Linked DNA regions of Hordeum vulgare: region 2 is linked to region 1. A link is a contact called in public Hi-C data. All regions are on one chromosome and are shown on one strand. The core of a region is the stretch at or near the end of the contact, and the rest is flanking DNA. Distances in the headings are between cores, read along the strand shown. Region 1 holds the start of LOC123398189. Region 2 holds the start of LOC123452104 (serine/threonine-protein phosphatase BSL2 homolog).

Region 1 (4,912 bases), core at 1,219-3,718:
TCTCGGGGGCATGTCAGCCATGCTGGGCTGCCTGATGAGACCAGGGCTGCTCGACAGATACTGAAGGATTACATTGATGGAAAGATCCCGCACTTTGAGCTTCCTCCTGGTGAGATAGACGATGAAACTGATGCAGAGGACAATAGTGACCAAGAAGGCTCAAGTATTGCAGCAGCTGATCAATCAGACGACGATGCTTCTGATGAAGATGACGAGGACATCAATCAAGCTGAGCCTAACATCAGTCATGCCCTAAGCGACCTTGCATCTTTTGACATGCATGGCCAAGTGACCAAGGGTTCCACAAAGAAGATGAAGAAAGAAAAATCCCACAAGCACCACCGGAAACCCCAGAGGAAGAAGGACCGATCATGGAGGGTTGGAAACGATGGCGCTGACGGTTCGGGGGTTATAAGGGTGTTCCAGAAGCCCGCTGTTAATCCTCCTGCCAGTAGCACTAGCGTTGTAGGTTAGTGCTTCAGTTTTTGCTTGCTTGTGTGCCGTGCCTGAACCCCTTTCTGTAACCCTCCCCCACATTACAAGTATCCATGATGTTTGGATGGAAAATGTTGCCGAAACTACAAACATCATTCCAAAAACATTTCTCTATGTTGTTTAAACTTGCGTTTGCCACCCTCTGTGTGTTGCAATGGTATATGCTCTGTGCCTTTTCTTTCTAGCAGTTCACTGGCTGGTATGAAAGCCGTGGTCAATTATTTTGTTTTCAGCAATGTGAGCAATTTGCATCGTTCAAGTGAGGCTTAAAAAGTACTCCCTCTGTACACGTTTTAGGTCACTACTAAAACGTCTTATAAGAGTGTACAGAGGGAGTACTCCGTAGGTAGGAGACATTCTTGCCGTGCAAGGCAAAATGAGGCCGACTGTAACGGGACTGCTTCCAACATGTCGCTGAACAAAACTACTCCTAGGTCACAACACGTTGCATGTTGTTCAGCAACCGTGACAAATTCAGCGTTTACAAGTAGAATAGCGTTCAGAAACGCAGAACTGGTGCTACTCATAATATAAAAACACTAGAAGTTGTACTAAGTGAGCGAGTACTGAAATACCGCTGAAACCTTCAATTCAAATGTACTTCAAACAGGCTGCAATTCTCGAATTCTACAAAACTAGAAGGTTGGGGCAAACAAGGCCAACATGATGCACAGGGTAACACCAGCAGTGTCAATCAGATGGTGATTTATAACCAATCAAATCATTCTTTGAGAACTCCGTATCTATAACCTTGTCAGGAAATTCTTGCTGTTGTAACTTGTAATGCAAATAAACAAATTATTACTGACAAGTAACTTGTAATCCCGTATACTCCTTCCGTAAAGAAATATAAGAGCATTTAGATCACTAAAAGCTTACGGAGGGAGTAGATTGCACTGCTCAAATTCACCCGACAAATATCTAAAACAAGCCAAAATAAGACTGACAAATCTCACAGCACCATGAACAAAACCAGCATCTAAAAACGGAGATTAGTGCTCACTCAGTTATTGTTTGACGAACTGATTACTGGACAAACTTCTTGTCAATTGTTTGCTACGGATGAGTTGGGCGTTACAAATTTGAAGCATAAGATCAGCACGAGAGCTAATCGTGTCAAATCAGTATCCATGCATTGGATTATTACAGCACAAGATCACTTCTCCATATTAATTCACGAGTTAGAACTCGTGAACAATTGTATAATTCCCACCAAAAGAATCGATTTTTTTCTTGGAGAGGCCACCCTCTCCAGTCGTGCAGATCACGCCCAAGGTAAAACAAAATAATCCACATCAAGGATGCCTCAAATCTCACCAAAAAATCGCAAGATCCAGCGCCTAGGGGATCAGACCGCAAGATCCTCCTTCTCCTTCGCCACCGCCGTCGCCGCATCTGCCTGCTTCTTACTGTCGCCCTGTTCCTCCTCGGCCGCCGGGGGCGGCGGCGAGGCAGGGGAGGCCCCGGAGGCTTCGCTGGCCTTGAAGGCCTCGATATCCTCGGCCATGGCGCGCTCGGCGCGGAGGATGGGCTCGTAGTAGTCGGGGAACTTGTCCATGCACCTGCGCAGCGCGGAGGTGGCGTCGTAGCAGCGCTCGACGACGTCGCTGCCTTCCGCCTCCGCCTGCTCCACGCACTTCTCCCAACCCACGAACTCCTCCTTGCACCCGCCGCCCTTCATGAACAGGCAAAACCCGCACTCCCCTTCCTCCTCCTCGCCGCCCTCCGCGGAGGCGTCCAGGACCACCGTCTCCCCAGCCGCGTCCGCCTCGCCGCCGGGAGCGGACTGGGCCTCTTCTTTCGCCGGTGAATCGGCGGGCGCAGCGGCCTCCGGGGGCGCAGCTTCTGCGGCGACGGCGGAGCCATGCTGGGCATCTTCTTTGGATGGTGGATCGGCGGCCTCCGGGGGAGGGGAGGCGGCGGAGGCGGCGACTCCCATCGCGTGAGCGTGAGGGGGTTTTGCCTGTTGGATCGGACTGGGGCTTCCTAGAAGCTGCGAGGACCGGGGAATCTTAAACCCTATTCGAGGTCGCAATTTTTGGGCCTAAATGAGTGGGCTTTGGGAGCACGGGTAGAGAGGAACAGCCCAGCCAGTCGAGTCCGGCGTGGACTAGTTTTGTTTTTTTTAAAAGAATGTACTGGACTACTTCTCCTCTTTCGTCACTTGCCGGCATCGACGACAAGGTGCTACTCCGTCCGTGGCAAAGAGGAATGTTTTTTCTTCGTACTCCCTCTAAGACATGCATGTAGTTTTAGACCATTACTAGCAAAAAAGCACATGCGTTTCAACGGGAGAAAGAAATACCACACGCTCTTAATTTATAAAAAATGATCTATAATCTAAGAATTTGTAGTTACGACACAAATAAAGATCGTCTTATCCTACAAAAATGCAGTTTAAAATTTCACAGGTCTTCTATTTTAACACGGCTTGCATGTAGATTTAATACGTACAAAGAATCAGTCAAGTGACCTTCAGTTTCATCTCTAATCCTGATTTTGTTAACGTGTTCATCCCCAACCCGGATGAGTACCGGTATGAAAGAAAGACGAATAATGACTTATTTATTAAGATTGCACCCTAGATAATATTTTTATTAAACGTTTAACAGATAAACTAATATCATATTTATATTCTACATATCTTTCTAATCAAATTCCATATATAATATGTTAAATTTGGAGTTACGGTTTAAAAGATATGAGTATTTTAAAAAACATTTAATATATACTACGAGTTTAATGTCATAAACAGTAAGTGTTTTTTTGTAAAATCACCTCGGTGGGTTTTCCGACGGAAGCGATAGCCTCTTTATTATTAGGTAAAGAATTTAATTAGCAGCTAAATATAAATTATATGTCATAAAAAATATATCATTTGATTCTTAAGCAAATGTAGTTTTCAAATATATTATTCATTAACTAAGGCCCCGTTCGGAGTCTCTCCGCTCCGCGGCTCTGTTCCCGGAACAGATGGATTTGCAGTTAAAATTCGTGAAGCAACTGTACAGGTGCTTTGTAGATTCTTAAATTTTAAGATGGATTACCGAACGTGTCCTAAATATAATACATATTTAACTAATTAAATTATCAACCTAAAACGACGCGCATGCCTTATGAACTAAGACAACGGAAGTATCATCTTTCATTTTTTTAATTTACAGGAAAATCCTCTTATCTATTCATTGTTTATCATGACAGTACAAGATAAATAAATAAGAACTATAAATCTAGAGCGTGTCTATTTTCATAACTTAATTGCTTCTAAAAAGGTACTCTTGTATTATTTTTTATGTGGTTGGGTGGTTCATGACGATTATATTCTATACTTCCTCGATGTTCTTCTTAAAACATGTGTGGTTTCTTTGCGTTAATGCTACAACAAAATGTTTATGTCGTCACTCCAACCATTGTTAGAGTAGGGTTCAAATGGAGGGTCGTGGTCAACGTTGGTATTACCGGCACCGAGAGGAGAAAGACGCCCTCACTTCATCCATGAGGTAGGTCAGATGCGATGTTGTATCAGTAACGATATGGCCACGGGATACAAAGCATCTATGAAAAGGACGTCCTCGCTTCATCCTTTGAAATGGAATCATTTTATTCCATAACAGTTGGTTCGTCAACCAAACACACTTTTAATGACACGACAATGTGACGACTGACCAATTCCTAAAGAAGGTTGGAGTGGTGATGGAGGGACTAGTCTCGCGTCATCCATCAACATGTGAATCACCTCCTTATGGTGCTATGTTGACATCTAAGATATGGCTGGGTTAGCCACTCGCTGATACTAAACCAAGATTTTTGGCCACCATTACACCAAACACAACCGTCCATGTTTGTCGGGAGATACCTACACCAGTGTTGAGAAGAGACACCCAAAGAACAAAAACATAGTACAATTCTTTTCATCATTCTCGCATGTATGTACCGTATTATTCGAGTGATCTTTCTTCATGGATCCATGTCTATTGTTTTCTGTATTAGTACATTTTGGTCTCCTCAGGATTGTAGTAACACTATTTCATGATCTAAATAAAGCTCTCTTCCACGACTCCTGAATGAAAAATACATTGTGCTTTTCACGGTTGTTATCAAACAACAATTAAATACCGTGCGTCGTGACAATAGAGTCTGATGTTTTTTAAGGAGGAGTCGGGTGTTGATGCCTTCTTTCGATACACTCAGGGGGAGAATGTGACATCAACGAAAGAGTTGAAGTGGAAAGTACTCCGTCCGTTAATTTTTAAAAAAAACTTATATGTTTGTTCTAAGTCAAAAAAAAATATTAAGTTTGACCAACTTATTAGAAAAAGCTAATATCTGCAAAGTTAGACTTATGACAAACTTAGAACTTTAATTTTTGAAACTCAAGAAGTACTCTCCCTCCGGTTCATTTTATAAGTTGTCCATG
Region 2 (4,818 bases), core at 1,420-3,919, 230 kb after region 1:
CTTTTCCCGCTTGTGTTTTGATCCTTTTCAAACTATGAGGCCGGAGAGATTGACAACCTCTCTGTATTCGTTGGGAGCAAAGTTATTTGTGTGTGTCCAGGTCCACGTCTTCTGCTGGCGCCAGGGTAGGAGACACCTACTTGTTGATCCTCGGAGTCCTCCTGGTTCGATAAACCTTACAGTCTCCGTGTAAGGGAAAACTTGCTGCTGACAACATCTCAACCTTTCACTTGGGGTAACCAACGAGGATCGAGAAGTATATACATCATCTCGTCATCACTAGCCGGGGGACGAAGGCATCTGGGGTGTGGATGCTATCGTTGATGACTAAGCGAGCCTTCAATCCTTTGGCGACCCCACAACGAAACTCTCAGTGAAAGCACCAATATTGGTGTCAAAATCGGCAGATCTCGGGTAGGGGGTCCCGAGTTGTGGATCTTGGATCAATGGGGAACAGGAAAACACATGGATAGTACTTACCCAGGTTCAGACCCTCTCATAGAGGTAAAACCCTACTTGATGTTTGATTATATTGATGTGTATATGACAATTATAGAGTCGATCTACCACGAGACCAGATGAACTAAACCCTAGATGATGGTTCTGTCCCCTACGAACTAGAACCCTCCGGTTTATACAGACACCAAGGGTACCTAGGGTTACATATGGTCGGTTATAATCAAGGGATAAGCATGCCGATTCGAGCATCTTGACTTGGAGCACACACCAAGGCTTTGGAGGTTTCCTAGCCGAACACAACGTCGTCTCATAGTTCGTCCCTTTAGTAATAGTCACAAAGCAGCCCACTTGTCCGGCCTATAGAGATAGACCAACGGCCCAAGGACCCCTTAGTCCCGGACTCCCTCAGATGCGTCCGGACGCGTCCACGGAGAGTGCCCGATCACCTCTCATTTTGCGTCTCGTGCAACTGCATACCTCAAAGTTCATACTTGAAATCCATACTAGAACATGCAACATAAAATTTATGTACTGCTAAATAGAGCAGCCCACCTGTCCGGCCTATAGAGATAGACCAACGGTCCAAGGACCCCTTAATCTCGGACTCCCTCAGATGCATCCGGACGCGTCCACGGAGAGTGCCCGATCACCTCTCATTTTGCGTCTCGTGCAACCGCATTCCTCAAAGTTCATACTTGAAATCCATACTAGAACATGCAACATAAAATTTATGTACTGCTAAATAGATAAAACTAACCTACTCCTACTGATCGTAGGAGATGTAGATGACCTATGTGTCGGTAGTGCCGGATGGACTTGAATCCTGTTGGATGGCTGCCTCCCGCAGCTCAGGTTCCTCGTGTGACTCCATGTATGTGAAGGGTTTGTCCGCCTGTGCATTGTGGAGGTAGCGAAAAGTTGCCTTCACCTCCGCCTCCTCCTCCACTTGGGTGACCTCAAACTCACCCATCGCATTGACCATATCGAACATTGCATCCGGAGGCGTCGGATCTGCCTTGCCTTCCTCCCCCCGCTCCACGACCGGCGCCTACTGCTCCGCGTCCTCTTCTCCTCCCCATGCTCCAGAGAGTCTGAATGCAGGCCAGCTGCGATCCAAGCTTCACACCGGGCCTAGATCTCCTCAAGGAGCTCTAACCAACACTCTGGAGTGAGCATTGCAAAAGTGGCGATACATTGACGACCATGGCTATAGGGTGGCGATCTGCTGCGGGGCCATGGCTATAGCGGAAGGCGAGCTTCGAGCTGCGAACGGACGAAAGTGGTGGCATGGAGGGGAGGGAAATGGGTCCATGTCTAGGGTTGGGCGTCTTCGTACCATCCAACTAAAATAGTTGAATTTGACCCCTCTGACGGCACGGCGGACCGCTAGGCTTGGACGGGTGTTTACGTGGGATCCGCACGTCAGTCCGATGCGTCGAGGGCATATGAGCCTGTTTATATCCACCTTAGATATGAACTGGGTATGAGGAATGCCAATCAGTCCGGACGTATAAGACCGATATGAGAGACGAGGCTGGTGAGAGTTTTTTTTTCAAGTAAGGCTGGTCGAGATTTTGCGACTGGTCATCCATCCGGGCTTGTACAGGATGCCATCCTTTGAGGGACACGGCTGGCTAGACGCCGATTGCCGAACACTTTTGTGTCCGTGCGTGTCTGGTCTGTCCCACGTAGTATAAACAGGGAATGGATTCGGTTAGAAATGCTTAAAAAGGATACCACGATGTGGACGCACTCAACGCAAGGCGCTGTGCAGGCAGGCAGCCGGCACCCAGAAGCAGAGCGAGCAAAGCAAAGCCGAAGGAACGAGGGCCAGAACGGGAAAACCGCACCGAGTGGCACCAAAATGCTCCATTTTGCTTTGCCATCCCTTCTCCGTCGTCCCGTCCCGTTCCCCACACAGCCTCCCTTGTCTCTCCTCCACCTCCACCTCCACCTCGATCGTCCGTCCGTCCTTGGCCTCTCTCCGTCTCCGTCCCCCCGTTCGTCTCCTCCGCTCCAACCAAAACCAAAACCAAAACCAAAGCACCTCCAGAGTTGCACCCGGCCCCCCAGGGACACCCCGAATTCCCCGTTCCATCCCACCCCCCCACCACCCCCACGCCCGCGCCGCGCGCACCGCCCGGCCGGCCTCCCGAATTCCCACTGTCGCCCCAAATCTCCCGGGGGCAGCGCCTCGGGCCGCGCGCGCGCGCCCTCTCCCCCACCGCCACCCTCCACCTCCCTCCCCACGCGCTCCCTCGCGATCGCATCGCGTCGCGGCAGGCCGGACAAGCGGGACCCGACAAATCGCGCGGTGCCCCCCGAATCTCGCCGCGCGCCGGGCGGGGGAATCTAGGGTTCCGCCGGCCGGTTCCACGGCTCTGGCCGCGGTGGCGCGCGCCTCCTAGGGCCGGCGCGCGCGGGGGATCTCGGGCCCCGCCGACCAACCCTAGCAGGCCATGGACGTCGACTCGCGCATGACGACGGAGTCCGACTCCGACTCCGACGCGACCACCGCCGCGGGCGCGCTCGGCCGTGGCTCGGGGAGCGAGACCTCCTCCTCGTCCGCCCCGTCGACGCCCGGTACGCCCGCGACGGCCCCGGCCTCGCCGGCCGTGGTTGCAGGATCGGGGCCGAGGCCCGCGCCGGGGTACACGGCGGTGAACGCGGTGATCGACAAGAAGGAGGACGGCCCCGGGTGCCGCTGCGGCCACACGCTCACCGCGGTGCCGGCTGTCGGGGAGGAGGGCTCGCCTGGCTACGTCGGGCCTCGGCTGATCCTCTTCGGCGGCGCGACCGCGCTAGAGGGCAACTCTGCAACGCCTCCCTCCTCAGCTGGCAGCGCTGGGATCCGTAATGCCTTTTATCCCACATGCCCTGTCATTTCTAATGGTCTCCACCGTCGATTGCTGTTATCTCGTGGCCAGAGTTGTTCCGGGCCAGTCTATTAGAGGATTTTTTTTTTCAGTTTGAAATGAAAATGAATTCCCAGGCTTCAGGCCATTTCCCGAGGAATCATTGCTATTTTGTGGCTAAAATGGGCTAATTCTGAGTGTGTTTAGGAAGCCGAAAGATGCAGAAATTCCGATATGACTTTTATTCATGAATTAAATTCAAGCTATTTTAATGAATTGGATTTACTCAGCTCAAATGCTGAATATAGTTGCTGCTGGTTGGTTCCTAATACCAAATTGATTCCCTGGGCTAGAACGTTCAATGCCGTTTCAGGTAGCAGTAAAATTGAGTAGTAAGACAACTTTATGAATAAAATCCCCTATCCCGCGGACAATTTTTCTTTCAATTCTATCATCTAAAGTTGCCAAATGTCTATAGGATCATATAGTTGGCTGGTTGGTTTACAGGATCATTCTACTGTTCCCAATCGTGTGCTATCTCTAGTTGTGCCTATTCTATGAAGATAGCAGGAGGAACCATTTTTTTTATGTAAGCAAAATAGGAGCGTAATGGAACTTATTCAAGACCTGTCACTGGCATGAAATTAGCGGCTTTCTCTTTTGAATACCAACTTGTGTAATCTTTTTGGAAGAAGCTTAAAATACAAGTTTAATTGCTCTAGTGTCAAAATCATTCTCTGCAGTGAAAAAATAGACGATCTTATCTGGCCAGCAATTCTGATTTTATTCCTATCTCAACGGTCTCCTTGGTCGCAGGTCTAGCCGGTGCCACAGCAGATGTCCACTGTTACGATGTATTATCAAATAAGTGGAGCAGGTAGGGTATTCCATAAATGGTTTCCTGCTCTTCTTCTTTTTTGTTTTCAACATATCATACTTGGGCTGCTACTTAAGTAAAGTCTCCACAACTCTTCTCTTTTAGGGTACCATGATAATTCTGCTTTTAGAACTCAGTAAATCAGCTAATCTGAGCACAATACTACTTTGTCAGGCTTACTCCACTTGGTGAGCCTCCTTCACCAAGAGCTGCACATGTAGCAACCGCGGTTGGAACCATGGTTGTCATTCAGGTATATGTTTTTTTACTAGCGGCGTATCAATCTAGTGACCAGACTGGTGCCTTATTACTCTTCGAGATAACTAGTTTGCTATTACCTGTTTTTGCTGTTTAAAACAACAACGACCCTTGACTATTCCCAAGCAAATCTAACCAAGGTAACCAGCGTAGCATAATTGTTTAAAACATGGGCTGAATTTTGTAAGGGTTTTTCTTTATTGCTTACAAAGCTTTATGGAGGTAAACCATTAAATATCTCATCTTTCTTTCATCATTTCTTGCCATCCAGGGTGGTATTGGCCCAGCTGGTTTATCTGCGGAGGATCTTCATGTTCTAGATCTTACACAACAGAGACCGCGATGGCACAGGTAATTATTATTCTTCAC

Evidence for each region. A called contact is a pair of places that touch in the nucleus more often than the background predicts.
Region 2: a contact with region 1 is called in a Hi-C map of leaf, with 2.9 times the contacts expected there. The contact joins the promoter of LOC123452104 here to the promoter of LOC123398189 in region 1. A contact is called at or near these places in 4 of 6 Hi-C or Micro-C datasets (leaf and seedling) and 1 of 1 datasets of contacts at active chromatin or transcription factors (embryo).

What each region holds. Positions count from the first base shown.
Region 1 is chr5H:520,602,493-520,607,404 of MorexV3_pseudomolecules_assembly, forward strand. LOC123398189 reads right to left here and starts at 2,469. Exons shown (of 1, transcript XM_045092689.1): 1 at 1,476-2,469. The coding sequence starts at 2,434. The coding sequence ends at 1,844. It overlaps LOC123452103 (GTPase LSG1-2-like), which reads left to right. Exons shown (of 7, transcript XM_045128688.1): 7 at 1-620. The coding sequence ends at 474.
Region 2 is chr5H:520,829,207-520,834,024 of MorexV3_pseudomolecules_assembly, forward strand. It overlaps LOC123452104 (serine/threonine-protein phosphatase BSL2 homolog), which reads left to right and starts at 2,670. Exons shown (of 21, transcript XM_045128689.1): 1 at 2,670-3,312; 2 at 4,131-4,191; 3 at 4,366-4,444; 4 at 4,721-4,800. The coding sequence starts at 2,919.